Linked DNA regions of Capsicum annuum: region 2 is linked to region 1. The links are chromatin contacts, called in public Hi-C maps. All regions are on one chromosome and are shown on one strand. Each heading gives the region's core, a stretch centred on a gene start, on an enhancer-like site or on the middle of the called end of the contact. The rest is flanking DNA. Distances are from core to core; before and after follow the strand shown. Region 1 holds the start of LOC107863753 (3beta-hydroxysteroid-dehydrogenase/decarboxylase). Region 2 holds the start of LOC107863752 (dual specificity protein phosphatase 12).

Evidence for each region. Hi-C and Micro-C count contacts between places; a contact is called where the count stands out from the background.
Region 2: a Hi-C map of leaf shows a contact between it and region 1, with 2.3 times the contacts expected there. The contact joins the promoter of LOC107863752 here to the promoter of LOC107863753 in region 1. A contact is called at or near these places in 2 of 5 Hi-C or Micro-C datasets (leaf and placenta).

What each region holds. Positions count from the first base shown.
Region 1 is chr3:79,880,619-79,885,523 of UCD10Xv1.1, reverse strand. It overlaps LOC107863753 (3beta-hydroxysteroid-dehydrogenase/decarboxylase), which reads left to right and starts at 2,892. Exons shown (of 12, transcript XM_016709875.2): 1 at 2,892-3,236. The coding sequence starts at 3,017.
Region 2 is chr3:80,704,744-80,709,648 of UCD10Xv1.1, reverse strand. LOC107863752 (dual specificity protein phosphatase 12) reads right to left here and starts at 2,072. Exons shown (of 7, transcript XM_016709874.2): 1 at 1,822-2,072; 2 at 21-470. The coding sequence starts at 448.

The DNA of each region.
Region 1 (4,905 bases), core at 1,643-4,142:
ACCTCTAACTTGAAAGAAGAAAGCTTTAAATGAAAGAGATGAAGAAGAGGACTCTATGGAGGCGGGCGAGACTGCCTGCTGATTTTTTGAAGTGCGGAATACTTTCTTTCTCTTAGAAAGAAGACACAACCATGGGTTGGGGGAAGGGGAAGGTCCTTTTCTTTTCTTTTCTTTTTAAAATAAGAAATTGTTATTATTAAAAATTATATTAATGAAATAATTTAAATATAAATTTTTTAATTAAAAAAAGTAAAATATTATTTTCTCTTTGATTCACGCACCGAAGGAAAGTGTTGCCAAATTAGAATTTTATGCCTGATAGGTATCAATTTTAAACAATTGAGGTGTTTGATAGTTACTAGTCTAAGTTGAGGGGTTCAAGTGAAATTTCAAAATAAGTTTAAGGGCCTATAAATGACTTAAGCCTTTTTATTTTTACGTTTTTCCTCTGCATTGTTCTCTTCTGTTCTTTTTCGTTCTTCTGTTGTCTTATTTTCTATGCTCGTTCTCTCTTTCTAGGTTCATTTTTTTAAACATACCTGCTTATTGCTTTATTCTTGTGTTCTTTCAACAGATTAGTACAGGCCGAATTGTATGTTTTTTTATTTGTGTTTGTGTATGTTGTTGATTCTATGTAGTTATTGTGTTTTGGTGAGTTCTTTGAATGATGACGGGATAGCTTTTCGGTCATTCAAAAAGGATACTTCTATGAGATACTTTACGTTCTTTAATTGTCAACTACTACTTATGTGTTTGATTCATTAGACACATTGGTAGCTGTTATATGATATTTTGTACTACACTATTTTTTTGCAACAACAAAATGAAATATGAAAGAGATCTTGTTATTATTATTCTTTTTCTGTCAGAGTTTCAAACTCTATGTGGGTGGTAATCTCGGAAGCCTCTCATATAAATGAGAGAAAGGGTGAAGACAAACTTGCCTTATGTGCTACTAAAAGTGCTAAAGGAAAGTATGTGCAACTTCTTCAAACTAGTTTTGGATAAATCTAGGTATAATACATAAATATGATCCTAAACTTGACACCAAATTATAACATTGATCTTAAACTTTGACAGTGTACAAATATGACCTTTAACTATACAAAACCTGAACAGATAAACACTCATATTTTGCAACTTAGGCGCGTGTATCTCATTTGCGTCTACGTGGATTAGTCAGCCAATCATACGATGCCATGTCATTAAAAAAGATGACATGGAACTTTGCTAGTGCACAAATATGACCTTTAACTATACAAAATCTGAACAAATAAACACTCATTAATATTATTACTATTATTATTATTATTATTATTATTATTATTATTATTATTATTATTATTATTATTCTCCTACTACTACTTCTACATATTACGTACTACTATTGCTTCTATCAATATACTACTACTACGATTAATAATATATAGTTATTATTACAAATAATAATAACAATATTTTAATAAAATTTTCATCTTAATAACATTTTATTAAAGTTAATTCAATAATGTTAATTTAATATTCTACAGTATTTTAATAAAATTTTCATCTTAATAACGTTAATTTAATAACGTTGATTCAATAACGTTAATTTAATAATATACTACTACTACTGCCCTTAATAACATTTTATTAATAATGTTTTAATAACATTAATTTAATATACTACTGTTGCCCTTAATAACGTTTTAATAACGTTAATTTAATAATATTTTTATAATATTTTATTAAAACTATAATTTTTTATTATTATTAGTATAGTTTCATCTTTAATTTAATATTTAAATAAATTATATTTAGATATATTATATAACTTAAATTCATCCTCTGCTTTATAATATATAAGAGACCCTCTGGTTTATAATATATATAGATACCTACGCAATTTTTCCGTATGAGGCTGACCGCCTAATTAAAAAATCTTCAATATTGTTCTTTTTCCGCAATGACAAAAGAAATTAGATGCCATTTTCATCAATGAGCTAAAAATAATGAAAAAATAATAGAAAAAAATCATTTAAATATATAAAAAGCAATTAGTAAGGGCATAATAGTCATTTTACCATTTTTTTTTACTGTTGGGGGCTCAAATTTTAGGCCTGACACGCTCATATTTGCGTGTACACATGCTTTTTGCCACATAGGATTGGTGTGTTTATTTTTTCAGGTTTTGAATAGTTAAAGGTCCTATTTGTGCACTGTCAAAGTTTAAGGCCAATGTTATAATTTGATGTCAAGTTTAGGGTCATATTTATGTATTATGCCATAAATCTATCAACAATCATTTGTTGTTTTGTTCGCATAGTTGAAATTATTCTTTTAGGGAAGTATGTATTTGCTGAATTTATAAGTTTTATGAATTTAACAACGTAATATACTTACAAGATACGATTTGTTATAAATTTGTAAAAAGAAAATTATTTTATTATTAATTATTGATAATTTTAAAATTTATAATAATTAAAAATATTTTAGTAAAGTTACCCGTTACCATACAATATCTTACCATCAAAAAAACTATTATTAAATAATAGTAAATGATACAACTATACATTATATTGTTATACTCCCTCCGTTTAAAAAAAAAGACCTAATTTGACTTGACACAAAATTTAAAAAAATAAAAAAGATTTTTGAATCTTGTGGCCTTAAATTAAAGTTGTGTCAAATATATCAAAATGCTCTTTAATCTTGTGGTCCTAAATATGTCATGTGAAAAGTCAAAATTAAAGTATTGTCAGAAAAGAAAAAAAAATTATTTTTTTTTAAATGAATTAAAAAGAAAAGTAGGTCATTTTTTAATTTTTTAAGCGGAGGGAGTATAAAGTAGGTCATTTTTTAATTTTTTAAACGGAGTATAAAGTAGTATACGGTATCATAACTACCATACTATATCATATAGAGTTAATACTTGTTCAACAACTAGTCGTGAATTATTTTCTCTTTTTCAACAAGGGAGGCTTTGAATAAAACCCTCGATCGATCCCTTCATTGAAAAGGGAAATCGGGAAGAAGAATGGCGATTGAAACGTGCGTGGTGTTTGGTGGACGAGGATTCATCGGGAAATCTCTTGTCGATAGGCTTCTTCGAGTCGGCAATTGGATCGTAAGAATTGCCGATTCTATCCCAACTCTTCAACTTGAACCCTCTGAATCCCTCCTTTCCCATGCCCTTTCTTCTGGTCGCGCTTCCTATTTCCATGTCGATGTTCGTCTTAAATCCAATATTATTCCAGGTACCACTCCTTCCTTATTTACCATCTAAGCCATACAATACATATAAGTTTTTAAACTTGACTACCTTTTTCATTTTTGTTTGACAATCCGTAAGGTTTCAACTACTTATCTTCCTTATTCAAACACTTGTGTGTGTTTGTGTATTCGGATCATTTTCTTGTAGAATGTGATGTTTTGTTAGCAGGGCAATATCTCTGCAATGTGTATATTGGAAATACAAATTAAGAGTTTACTTGCTTGTTAATGTACTCAATGTGTTGCCTAAAAGATTGCTCGTTCCAAGGAAAAATAAAGGAAGAGGGCTGCACTGGCTTGTTGATGAATCCTCGTAATACAGTTGATACATCTTTCTCAGGGTCCTGTCTTGGTATTATTTGTGTATAGAGTCGGGAAGGATACATACCATATGTTGTTGCATTGCAACTTGACAACAACTTTGCATTTTCTTTATTGGAGGCAATGTGGATGATGATGATGGTGGCACAAACAATCTATATTGTTAAGAAGTTATTTCTCGTTCATATATTTGTTGGTGTAAAATTTCCAGTTAATCATGTTTGAAACCATATTAATGTGATTCAATAAATGTTTTTGATAACCGTGGTGTCCGGACACACCTCTAGTAATTTGATGGGGCACCTTTTATCTCCCACCAATGCTTGGACGGGAAGAAATCACTTTTTGTTTGCCTCCACCAAGTTGTAAGTTTGAGACCTCATTGTTCTCAACACAATTCATCAACCCCTTTAGGTGGTGTGAATTTGATGAGTTATTCATGTCTAACTCAAAAAATAAAAAATAAAATAAAAATTAAAAGCAAGTGACTACTTTTTGAGTTGTAAAATTTTTAATTCTGTGTTAACAGTCTTAGGTTTTAGTGCTTGTTAAGTATTGGTCACCATGTATGCAATCTTCTTTTGTTGAACATAATCTGAACTCTGTTTGAAGAACATGGCTTCAAAATATTGTAGTTCTACTCTCTCATATCACAATTTCTTAAGTTTGGTTATTTGCAGAAACCTATCTTCTCACAAATAGGTTTAAAACTCAAAATCACTATAGTGGAGGTTAGCATGGCCCCTGTCAAGGATGATATGCACAAATTCCAAAGAAATATTTAGTGGGGAAGAAAAGGAGTGGCTATAGAGACAATTTTAAGAAGATGAGGTTTTTGAGACTCTTAAGTTGTGTGACAAGGCCCCAGGTCGTGATGGCTTTCTAATGCGAAACTATCAGAACTTTTGGGAAATACTTAAGGAAGATATTATGAGCAGCTTGAGACATTTCCATGATCATCATATGTTTGAGAAGAGTCTGAATGTAACCTTTGTTGCATTAATTCCCAAGAAGGTTGGAACAGTTGAATTGAGAGATTTCAGACCTATAAGCTGGAAAGGAGGAATTTACATGATCATTGCTAAGCTTCTAGTACCGAGGCTTAAGAAAGTGATTAGCAAGTCAGTAAATAAACACCAAATGACCTTCATTAAAGGAAGAAAAATCATTGATGCGGCATATATAGTAAGCAAATGTGTGGACACTAGGATCAAAGAGGGTGATTCAACAATTATGTGCAAACTGGACACTGAAAAGGCTTTCGACCATGTCAATTGGGGCTTCTTGATTAGAATACTTGAGCAGATGGGGTTTGGGGAGAAATGGCTGTAA
Region 2 (4,905 bases), core at 823-3,322, 820 kb before region 1:
AATCCATGTAGAAGCAATACCTTCTTGATACACCAGCAAAGCAATGCACCAATACAGACCCCTCTTTTCTACTTTCTTCGATAAAATCCAAACAAACACCCAAAGAATCCAGCAAATTTTCGTTCTCCATGTCTCTCAACGGCACAGCCCTCCTTATAAACTTCAAATCTTTCCCTGCATACTCTAGCGAGTAGAGGAGTTTCTTAGGTGTTGATGAGATCTTAGTCTCATCAGTTATAGCATCTGCATTTCCCAAACACCCAACATATTCCTTCCGGATCTCTTTGGTTGGAATTGAAAGGCCAGAACGCCATTCTGAGAAAAAGGAGATTGAAGCGGAGCTAAGGATGGACAAGATATGTGTAAATTCATCACTTCCATGCTGAAGAACCTCCGCTGCATCGCCTATATTGCCAATGAATAGATGCTCACGAACCAGATACGGCATATCCCACAAGCAGATTCCTTAACTGCAGATGTGAATCTTTATTGTTAAAAATGCCCACAGTTTGTAACAACGAAATTTCTTTTCAGAAGATAAATAATTTTTGTTCAAAAGATTGAAATCAATACTAACTTTCGGCTTGCCAAAAACAAATTGGAACATCACACGAACATTTTGTATGATCTCTTTCACGGCTTTGCATTTGAGATGTGTCAAAAGATATTTTTTATATTATATTTCAAACCACATTTTCCGGACCCGAAACAGTTCAAATTCAGCACATAATAATCAATTGCACCCTATTATGATAATCTTACACATTCACAGGGTTTTCAAAGAGAGAAATGTGCAAAAACAGTTTACATTTGAAGAAGATGAGATGATTGAGAAATGTTGTCAAAGGAGAAAAGAGTAAAATAGTGCCCAAGTTTTTCTGCGGCTTTAAATTCACATGCAAGAGAAGTTCGACCTTTAGTAAAAGAGGCACAATTAGGAAAAAAATTAAGATAATGTCATGCGAGAAAAAATAAGATAAACACTATAAAGTAAAGCGAGGAAAAATAACTATAAACTTCCAAATCCATTACATTTATTTTAAAAAGGATTTTTAAAAACTTCCAAATCCTAAATGAATAATCCAAATTTTATTTCCAATAACAGTTAATTCAGGCTCTACTATTAACACTTAATGATGTTGGCTGCCAACAAAATTGTTGGTCATTATAGGTGTTAATTATGACAACATCAGATACATTAACCTCAATTGGATGGCTGATTTGAAGATACTGTTAATCAAATTTAATTCAGCTCGAACACTTAACTTGCAAGACAATAATTGATTTGTCTTATGTAACAAGATTCGGCAAATGAAATACTCTCTATCCCAAATTATGTGATGTTCTTTCCCTTTTAGTTTGTCCCAAAATGGCAGATAGGATTAAACTCTAAGCTTTTCATAATCCCCTAATAAGAATTACTGCCACAGAAACTTCTTAAACCACGTGGCAAATAAAATAAGCTCACATAAAGTGGGACGGATGGAGCAAAATTTATCAGTTTTACAACACAACCCAACATGGGATGAACACACCATTTTAGGATTCAATCTGTTATTCTTTTACTTTAAAAAATCATTTTCCTCTTTATTTTAAAGGTAAATGTTTAGAGAATTGCATAAAATAATTGCACCTAACGGGTTAAAGATATACTCAGCACTCTGGATGATTAATGGAGCTGATTCCAAATTCGCAATTTATAAAAAAAAAAAAAAAAAAGAAGAAGAAGACGGTTAGGGTTTATCTATCACGAGTGAAAAAAAAAAAAAAAAAAGAGCAAAAAGGAATGTAAAGATAAAGAGAGTAAAAGAGGAACATTACCAGAGCTTGTTTTTGACTTTAGGGGAGAAAGTAAGAAGATGGTGGAGGAATTCGGCGGAGAAAGAGATCACCAAGTTTACGGCTGAGACAGAGTGGTGTGGCTATTGTCACTCTTGTCAGAGAACAAACGCTGCTCTCATTAAGATTTTGGGCCTCTCTTAGGAGCCCGTCCAGAAAATTAAAACTAGTTTCTCCTAAAGTGTTCCATCTTTACTTTCTGTTAAAGTGCTGGTCTAGTAATTTTATTGCCACTTAATTTCTAATTTTTATCTCTATTGATATTTTTAATCTCTAATTTTTAATTTTTAATCTCTAATTTCTACTTTCTTCCTTTCAAAAATAGTGACATATTTTCCTCTTTAATCCGTTTAAAAAAAATAATATTTTCTATTTTTGGCCATACTTTTAATTCAATTTTTCATATGACATGTTTAAAACCACAAGATTAAAGAGCACTTTGATACATTTAACATAACTTTAATTTAGGATCACAAGATTCAAAATTTTCTTTACTTTCTTAAACTCCGTATCAAGTCAAACTAAGTTATTCTTTTTCAAACGGAGGAAGTAATTTTTATCTCTAATCTTTAACTTCTATCTCTAATCTCTATATTTAATCTCTAATTTTACTGTTTTTTATTATTTTAGTAATATCAAATATATATTATAATAAATGTATTAAAAATTAAATGGCGTACCTATTATTTTAGTGATATTAAAATATAGACTATAATAAATATATTAAAAATTAAATAGAGTTTCAACTAGACTGGACTTGCTAAAGTACGGAAATCTTCAAATATACTAAAATTTAGGGGTAGATTTTTCGTTGGGTGTCTAAACTTTTTCAAAAACAAAAAGTAAATATATTAAGTTTGCTTTTTGTTGGGTAAGTGACTTTTTCTACAAAAATCGATTGAATATTTTTCACAAAAATAAAAAGATCGACTGAATGAAGTTTAATGTAATAAGAATTATTAAATTATATGAATATATAGAAAATTTATCAAAATATCAGTTAGTCTCTTTTTTGGTTGATGAGTCTTTATTTTTATAAAAAGTTTTATGATTTCAGATTCTTCTTGAACACTATTACTTACTTTTGTTGATTTATTTTTTATTTCACCGTTGTTTTTAAATATTACTCTTCAATTTTATCTTAATAACTTTATTCAATTTTCAGATTTTCATCTAATAATGGAACAAGAATCGTTCAACAGGGGACTATGCCATGAAACAAGAGTTGTTTATCAGCTGACTGTGTCAGTAATCGAACATTCAAATTTTTGTAGCAACCAGAGGTTACGTAAGTTTTTTTCCACTCTGTAATTATATTTTGCATAGAACTTTGCTTTTACACTAGATTTTGCAGATTGCAAAATATGTATCAATTAAGTTTTTATAACGTGATGTATGTTTTATTTTTCAACTAATTATAATTTTCATGTAAAGATTGTTATGGAGTGATAACTACTACTTCATTTTTAGTCAGAGATCTTGGGTTATTTGTATTTTAAAGACGAATAGGTCAAATCCTCATATATCATTATTTTCTCAAAAAGGTGTGTTATAAATCTTGCTCGAAAATCGACAAAAGAAGAAAATAAATACAAAAAAAAGAGTTGATTTTTCTGTGGACAACTTTGGCATGTACATCATATGTATATAGAAATGTAGAGTCTTCTTTGCAATAGTTAGAAATAGTTTTATCAAGCTTTGAAGACCCTAAATAAGCTTAGTAGCAACTTGCATCTAGCAACGAAAATCAAACTTTAGCACTCATTTATTTTTTTCACAAAAAAATAAGTTCATCCTCTATTGAATTTGTTTTCTACAAAGAAAAGGAATAAAATTAGAAATTGCCCTTTTCAAATTCATAAAATTTTGTTTTCAACATTTTCTTTTATTCAGTATAAGTGCAAAAGAAGCTTAGTATTAAACATGTTTTGTTGAATTCAATGATAATAGTGCAAGAAAGCAGTAAAAAAAAGAAAGCTCCAGATTTTTCTTTCTCCAGGTAACTAATGTAATTTTCTTTTTTTATTTTTGTCGAGTGATTCTTTCCCACCTTCATACTTTCTTCTATATTATTCATGTATATATGTTTACTTGTATTTTATTGTCATGTCTTTTACAGTATTAATGACTTCACTCGGTTAGTTTTCTTAAAGAGGATTATAAGTTTTATTATCTTTTTCTTTTTGTGTCTTTTACCTGTTCTGCATTTTGAGATTTTGTTTTACTTATATTGTTGTATGTCTTATCTCAAGTATAATCAATTGTGGATCTTTACAATTTGCATATAGATTTATCATGTCGTCTAAATCTAACCTTCAAAAGAAGCATGATACGGTCGATGTCAAATATAGTAACCCAACTAGGTTGGGGTCGAACCCACAGGAAAAATATTGAACGATTTCTTAGCCTTGATGTAATTCACGAGCAGTGTGGACAAGTAAATGGAGGGATTGAAATCAATCGTAAGTAGTAACCAAATCTTGAATGGTTTGAGCTGTAAACAATAAAAGACGAACACTAGGACTGTGTTCTCTTTGGCTTTTCAACTCCATAAATTTCTCATGTTCAACCCACCTATTATGTTTCTCTACATGTAAAGTCAACAAGATTTGTATTATCAATCGTTTTGTGATGTGTTGATAAATCTCACCCTTTACCTTGGGAGTCTTAGGGCGTCTGCCTTATTTCTTCTTGTCTATCACTTTAGTTTAACTTTCACCTTTTGAGTCTCAAGTTGATTAGATGAGATGATGGAATAATAAGATGGACCTGAATCTCAAATCACTGTCTTAATCTTCTTTTCCTAATCACAAACTCCATTTGAGGACGTTTGATAATATAGGCTATCCCCAAGATTCTGTAGTAGCTTCGAGGTCAAGTATGATGAAGAAGATTAAGATACATGCATAAACCTTAAAATAGATAAATATCCCACTTCCTTTACGTAGCTAATCTGCCAAGGTTCCCACAGGCCACAACCCTAGTCAGGAAAATTAGTTACTCGTGTTTATGCAAGGATCCATGATAATCAACAAAGAATTAATGTAATTAATTGCACAAGAATAA